2 separate regions of the Mus musculus genome follow, and region 1 is linked to region 2. A link is a contact called in public Hi-C data. All regions are on one chromosome and are shown on one strand. Each heading gives the region's core, a stretch centred on a gene start, on an enhancer-like site or on the middle of the called end of the contact. The rest is flanking DNA. Distances are from core to core; before and after follow the strand shown.

The links. A called contact is a pair of places that touch in the nucleus more often than the background predicts.
Region 1: a Hi-C map of liver shows a contact between it and region 2, with 1.8 times the contacts expected there. The contact joins two enhancer-like sites. A contact is called at or near these places in 1 of 15 datasets of contacts at CTCF or cohesin (the NIH/3T3 cell line), 10 of 484 Hi-C or Micro-C datasets (bone marrow-derived dendritic cells, bone marrow-derived macrophages, conventional dendritic cells and 2 more) and 4 of 115 datasets of contacts at active chromatin or transcription factors (CD8 T cells, bone marrow-derived dendritic cells, liver and 1 more).

What each region holds. Positions count from the first base shown.
Region 1 is chr12:25,219,371-25,222,129 of GRCm38.p6, forward strand. All of the region lies in intron 7 of Gm36287 (a long non-coding RNA gene), which reads left to right. Among named protein-coding and RNA genes, the nearest start is that of Gm36441, 11 kb to the left of the region's middle. Within about 2 kb of position 1,286, at least 22 of the 459 cell types and tissues checked have an H3K27ac peak or open chromatin away from gene starts, as enhancers often do. A contact at or near this core is called in liver, where this site is marked.
Region 2 is chr12:25,142,248-25,145,090 of GRCm38.p6, forward strand. Gm36287 (a long non-coding RNA gene) reads left to right here. Exons shown (of 9, transcript XR_003950180.1): 3 at 1,005-1,212; 4 at 2,140-2,843. Among named protein-coding and RNA genes, the nearest start is that of Gm36287, 4.1 kb to the left of the region's middle. Within about 2 kb of position 1,389, at least 54 of the 459 cell types and tissues checked have an H3K27ac peak or open chromatin away from gene starts, as enhancers often do. A contact at or near this core is called in liver, where this site is marked.

The sequences.
Region 1 (2,759 bases), core at 36-2,535, 77 kb after region 2:
CTTCCTAGTTTCTAGGATAAACATCAGTGCTTTCCTGGGCTCAAAGGCATATAGGCGCTCCACAGACCGGACTTACAGTGTGTCTGTTTGTCTGTAAAATGGGGATAATACTACTACCTCCTGGAGCAAAGGGCTTAACGAGACAGTGCGCCTTCCTTCCTCAGGAGCAGAAGCGACTCCCTGGGAGACGTCAATTTGCTCCTTTGCCCATAAAGCTTACTGTTCCCGGACCAGTACTAGGGAGCAGGGCGAACTCTCTTTCTGTGCTAAACACAGGTGTGTTTATCAGTTTAAAAATCCACCTCTGGTAGGCTACTGGAGGAATAAACTGAAACTCGTACGTAAGTCATCAGCCCCGGGCAAACTTGGCAACTCGTGCTCAGTGAGTACACACTTGCCAAGCACCTCATGCTAGCCCTGTTTCAGCAACTAGCGAGGGAGTAGCCATGCTGTTCTGGTTGGAGGACCTCTGTCCTGGAGAGGAGGTATAAGAAGTGGTCCCCAGTGAACCAGAGCTGGGGACAGGGATGGGGGTTCCCGACGCATCCAGGGAAGCTTGGTGAACCAAGAGTCTGTTATTGAAAGCCAAGAGGTCCCCTAACACGCAATGGAGTTAGAGGCATCAGGAATGTTTATAGGTAGGCTCGGAGTGGGGACATTCTCTCCGGATGGGACCTGAAGAATATGTTCACATTCCAAAGAAGAAACACATCTATGTGTCTGGTATAAATAGCAGTGTCTGACACCGGAGTGCCAGACATTGTGCACACCACTCTTCGGGGCTTCCTCACAGCTCTGTCTGGTATAGAGATGGGGATGAGATGTTGCCCAAGGCTTTGCAGTTAAGCCCGGGGTGGAGGGGTTGGAGCAGACATCTGCATGGCCTGAAGTTGGCCCTGCCTTGCTGGCATCTGCTGTTCCTGCTCTGGGGAAACCCCTATGGCTTACACCAGTGGCGAGAGAACACCCTTGGTTCTTTGGTCTCTCTGGGACCACATCCCTGCATATCTCAGTCTCAGCCATCTCTCCTCCGCCAGGCCCCTCCCTGCCTTATCTGCCCACTGCCCCTTATGGGTCTAGGCCTTGCCCTTTCCATCCTAATCTTCTCAGGAGCTCTCTGGTTAGTTCCGTTTAAAATCTACACTCTGGCTGCCAGTGGTACCTCCAGAACCATGGTGTTCTCAGGACACATCTCTCACTGAGCTGGCACACAAAAGGCCCGGCCTGTCTCTTTGGCCTCCTCTGGCAAGACTCTGGACTTTGGCCTAAGACTCCAGCATTGCAGGGCTCTCCATGGGTCACTGCTCAAACCCGGGCTAGTTCCTACCACCCTGTCATCCGCATACACCCTGCCCCATCTCCCACTGTTTTTCCCAGCCAACTCTTGATCTTATCCAGGGCTCTGGGACATTCCCCAGGTTGCTTTCTTTCCAAACCCTACACCAGCAGTCTCTGTGCATCCCCCACCTCACTTCCCTTCTTGCTTTGAGCCTCTCACTGAGCTGAGATTTCCTGGCCTGCTAAGCTTGGTCTGTCTATCACAGGCTTCACACTGGGAGTGTGTTGTTGGAACGAGAAAGCGACATTGATTAGGATCAAATTCCAATCCTGCCACTTAGCAGCCAGGCCTCGCTGCCACCCCTTCCTGCTTCAGATTTCACTGTAGAAAGTGGGGATCCTCTGCCCGTCCCCTGGAGATGCTCTGATCAACCAGACACTTATACCAGAGAGCCATTTGCAGCCTGACCTGGAGCTGGTGCTCTTCAGACTGGTGACTGAGTCCCAGGGGCATGAGAACAGGGCATAGGGACAGAGGACATGGCACTTAAGCCTTTGTAAGTATTTAGCTCAAACCCAGGCTTTGGCTTGAGGTCTGTGTTGTTTTCTGCTTGTGTTAGAAGGTCAGCATGATCCAGCCCACATGTGAGGTGTGCAGAATTCCCCTACCCCAGATTCCCATGTTGAAATTTTAACACCTGGCATGACTGTATTTGGAGACTGAGCCCTCAAGGAAGCCATTAAAATTCAATGGGGTTGGAAAGGGGTTTCCAGGGTCAAGTGGGCATCGTGGCTCTATAAGAAGAGATTGGAGCATTTCTCTCTTCCCACCTCTCCACACATGAGCACTGTAAGGTTAACGAGAAGTGGGCATCTGCAAGCCAGGAAGAATGTCCTCGCCACGTGCTGATCACCCAGACTCTTGGTCTTAGATTCCATCCTCCAGAGTCCAAGCAGTAATGTGTGCCACTAGTACCCGTCTGCAGTACTGTGCTAGGCAACTTTACTCAGTGGCAGATGGGTGAGTACTGGTTTCAGGTCCCATTTGGTTTCCTTTCTTGGAAACTCAAAGTTTGGGTGAATATAACTAAAGGCCACCTGTCACTCTGAGTTACCTGGGTCCTAGCTGCATGAGTCCTTCTTACTAGAACCTGCGCAGGTGGAGAGAGATGACTTCACCTCCAACATCTGCAATTGGTTCCCAGTGGCTATGCCAAGATAGACATCTAAAAACAGTTCCTCTGTGGGACAAAGCCATTGGCAGACATGTGACCCAACTTGTTGACATTTTTTTCCCCCTCTGGAGGACTCTTCTGGCTGCACCTGCCTGGGGAGAGAGCTGGGCTTTCCTGCTGTCTTTGCTGATCAGTTCCATTTCTGACAGGAATGAGAGGTGAAGGGGCCTGTGACCTTCACAAAAGCAGCTGCCTTGGTGGCAAACCTCAGAGGCCACGTTGTCTCCTGCACCTACAATGGTCTCC
Region 2 (2,843 bases), core at 139-2,638:
CACCTCAGAAAAGCCTCTTTGCAGTCGACCAACTCGATTGTATAAATATGAGGAAGGCCAGGTCTCTGTCCTGAGAAACATCCACGAGTCCAGTCACTGTTGGCGCTAAGATGGCGGGGCTGGAGGTTCGGCTTTGTAGACTCTGTAGCCCTGGTGTGTTCCAGGAGCAAGTAGCCCACAAGATTAAGCTGAGGGGTTGCTTCTGCATCTCAGCCTGAAGGTCTGAGGCAGGCTTCCACCAGAATGAGGAAGGTTCCAGTTTGCAGAAAGCAGAACTTTGTTAGGGCTTTTGATTTCTTGGGGGAGGCTCCAGGATTCCCTGGATGCTGGCATTTCAACTCTGCACGCTGCTGTGTTTGAGCCCCTTGATTGACAGGAGTTCACAGGTGAGAGGAGCCACCCACTCCTCACTCTGGAAGGAAGCCCATTTCCAGGGGACTGCTGGCCTTTTCTGAGTAGGACTTGAGAGTTCAACTTTGGAGCTGTTGTCCCACGGAAGCCAGTGTGCACATAGAAAAGTGACAGCCCCCTTGGAGAGTCTGAGGACAGTCCCTTCTCTCTGCATCCTTCCCTTGGAGTCAGCTCAGATAATCTGAGGACATAGATCTTTCTCATCGCCTCATGTGACCAGAAGGAAGCCTGTTCGAGCTGTTACTTATCTCCTTCCTGTGGGATACTTGACAATATGAAGAGTTTATTTGGGCTCACAGGTAATAGGGGGCTTTGGAGAAATCAAGACCACCAATTCATGGTGAGCATTCAGAAGTATTTAGAGATCAGGGGCTAGGAATTAAATCTGGAGCCAGTATGCTCATCCAGAGCGTCACCGGTTTTCCTTTTCACTGTCTTTTCAGACAGGGTCTCATCAAGTTGCCCAGGCTGGCTTGGAGCCCAGCTTGGTACTGAACTTGGGATCTCCATACCTCAGTTTCCAGACTAGTTTGGATGACAAACCTGGTGGGCTGATGCCAGATTAAGTGCTGATATGTCTCTATATTTTCCAGAAAGCTTTATAATCCCCACTGACTGGCCCAGCTCTGTGCCTCAGCTAGAATGTAGCAGAACCCTGCCTCATCGGGAAGCCCAAGGAGTGAGCAGAGCCCTGCTATTCCAGTATTTCCTCCTGAGGCTACAGTTCCAGCACTCCAGGAGGAAGGATGATGTCTGGAGAGGCACAAAGGCGTTTTCTGTTCTGGGTAATTTTATGTTCAGGTACGGTTAATGATCAGAGCCAAAATAAACTACCCAGGAGATAGGAGCATCAGTAAGGACCTAAAAACTCCTCCTGTGGCCAGCAAAGGAAAGCTGGCATGGTGAGAGCATGGCTTTGGCTAGCACAAAGTCTCAGGGTCCCTGGGGTTACACAACCGGCCAGCTCTAAACCAAAACCAAAACCAAAACAAGCCAGAGGACAGTCATTACACCCTCATGTTATGAGCAGTGAGGGGAGAGGCTTGGGGGTTGCCCTGGGCTCCATCCTCTGTCTTTCTGAGTCAATCTCTGTAACAGAAGAGCCTGGCTAAACTGTCATTGTATAGTGCCAATTGGCTGAGGCTTCCTTCTCCAGGGCAATGAGAAGCAGGCACTCAGGCTCAGCAGGACTCAAGCTCTCTTCTCTAGCTCCCCCCACCCGGGGGCTTGCTCAGTTTTACTTCTTGAAGAATGTCTTCCAGCCCATCACCATGTATTTGTTCAGGGAACTGACCATTTCAGAGTCTTAGTCTATGTTCTTTGCTAGAAACTGTAAGAGTCACATGGGCAGTTGGGAACTAGTGAGGCCTCGGTAGTCCCCAGAGTACTCTGTGCAGGATCCCTACTGTATTATATACCTGGCTGGAACATTCATTGATTGGGCTGGGTTGGATTGGCCAGGCCTAGCTGCTGGAGAGATTTCCCTGTTGTGTTATATTTTACTATTTCTGAGATCCACATGATTATCTCTTTTTAAAAGGTTTTTAAAGAAACGTAATAAAATATTGAATCAACGTCTCATCATTATATACATGTATGGGATATGGTATGATAATTTAACATTCATATAACCTACAGTGACCAAATCAGCATTCTTAGGTCCTTAACAGTTATCCTTCTTTGTGTTGAGAATCTTCTAACTTCCTACTCTGGTTCTTTATAAAATAGGTAACAAGTCACTGTCAACCCCAGTTGCCCGCCATGCTGAAGACCTCTGGGCCTCGGTCCTACTTTCTATCTGCACTTGGACCTTCGTGGTCAGTACTCAATTCTACAGGCACAGGAAACACATCCACACCTCTCACCCTCTGCCTCCCGACTGCGAAGTCTGCACTTAACGAATATCTCTCTTATCCATGCAGGAGAGATGGGGGAGTTCCCACGAATCCCTGCCCAATGTCATCCAGAGTGTTAGAGGACACTCAACCCTGGTGATTCAGCAGCTCACTATGTAGACCAGGCTGGCTTTGAATTCACAGAGATCCACCTGCCTCTGCCTCCCAGAGTGCTGGGATTTAAGGCATGCACCACACCTGGCATGCTTTGTTTTTAAGTCATACCTTCAGTTTAACATGGCTGGAGGCCTGCGTTCCACCCAACAGGTGCTCCTGTGGTGTGCTGGAACTTCTCCCAGCCCCCTCCCCCTGTAGAGGTCAATCAAATGCCCTTCAGTTTATTTGAGTGTGTGTGGTGTGTGTGTTTATGGTCACCATGCAAGTGGATCTGGTTGGAAAGATTGCTTGCTTGGCTTCCTCGAGGTGTCCTTCCTCCAAGTTGTAAAACTATTCACACATAATCTACTTAAGCACACATTCAAGGCTGAGATTGGTGGTAGCCTAAGGAAGAGAAATTGCTTGATGTGTTTATTGTCA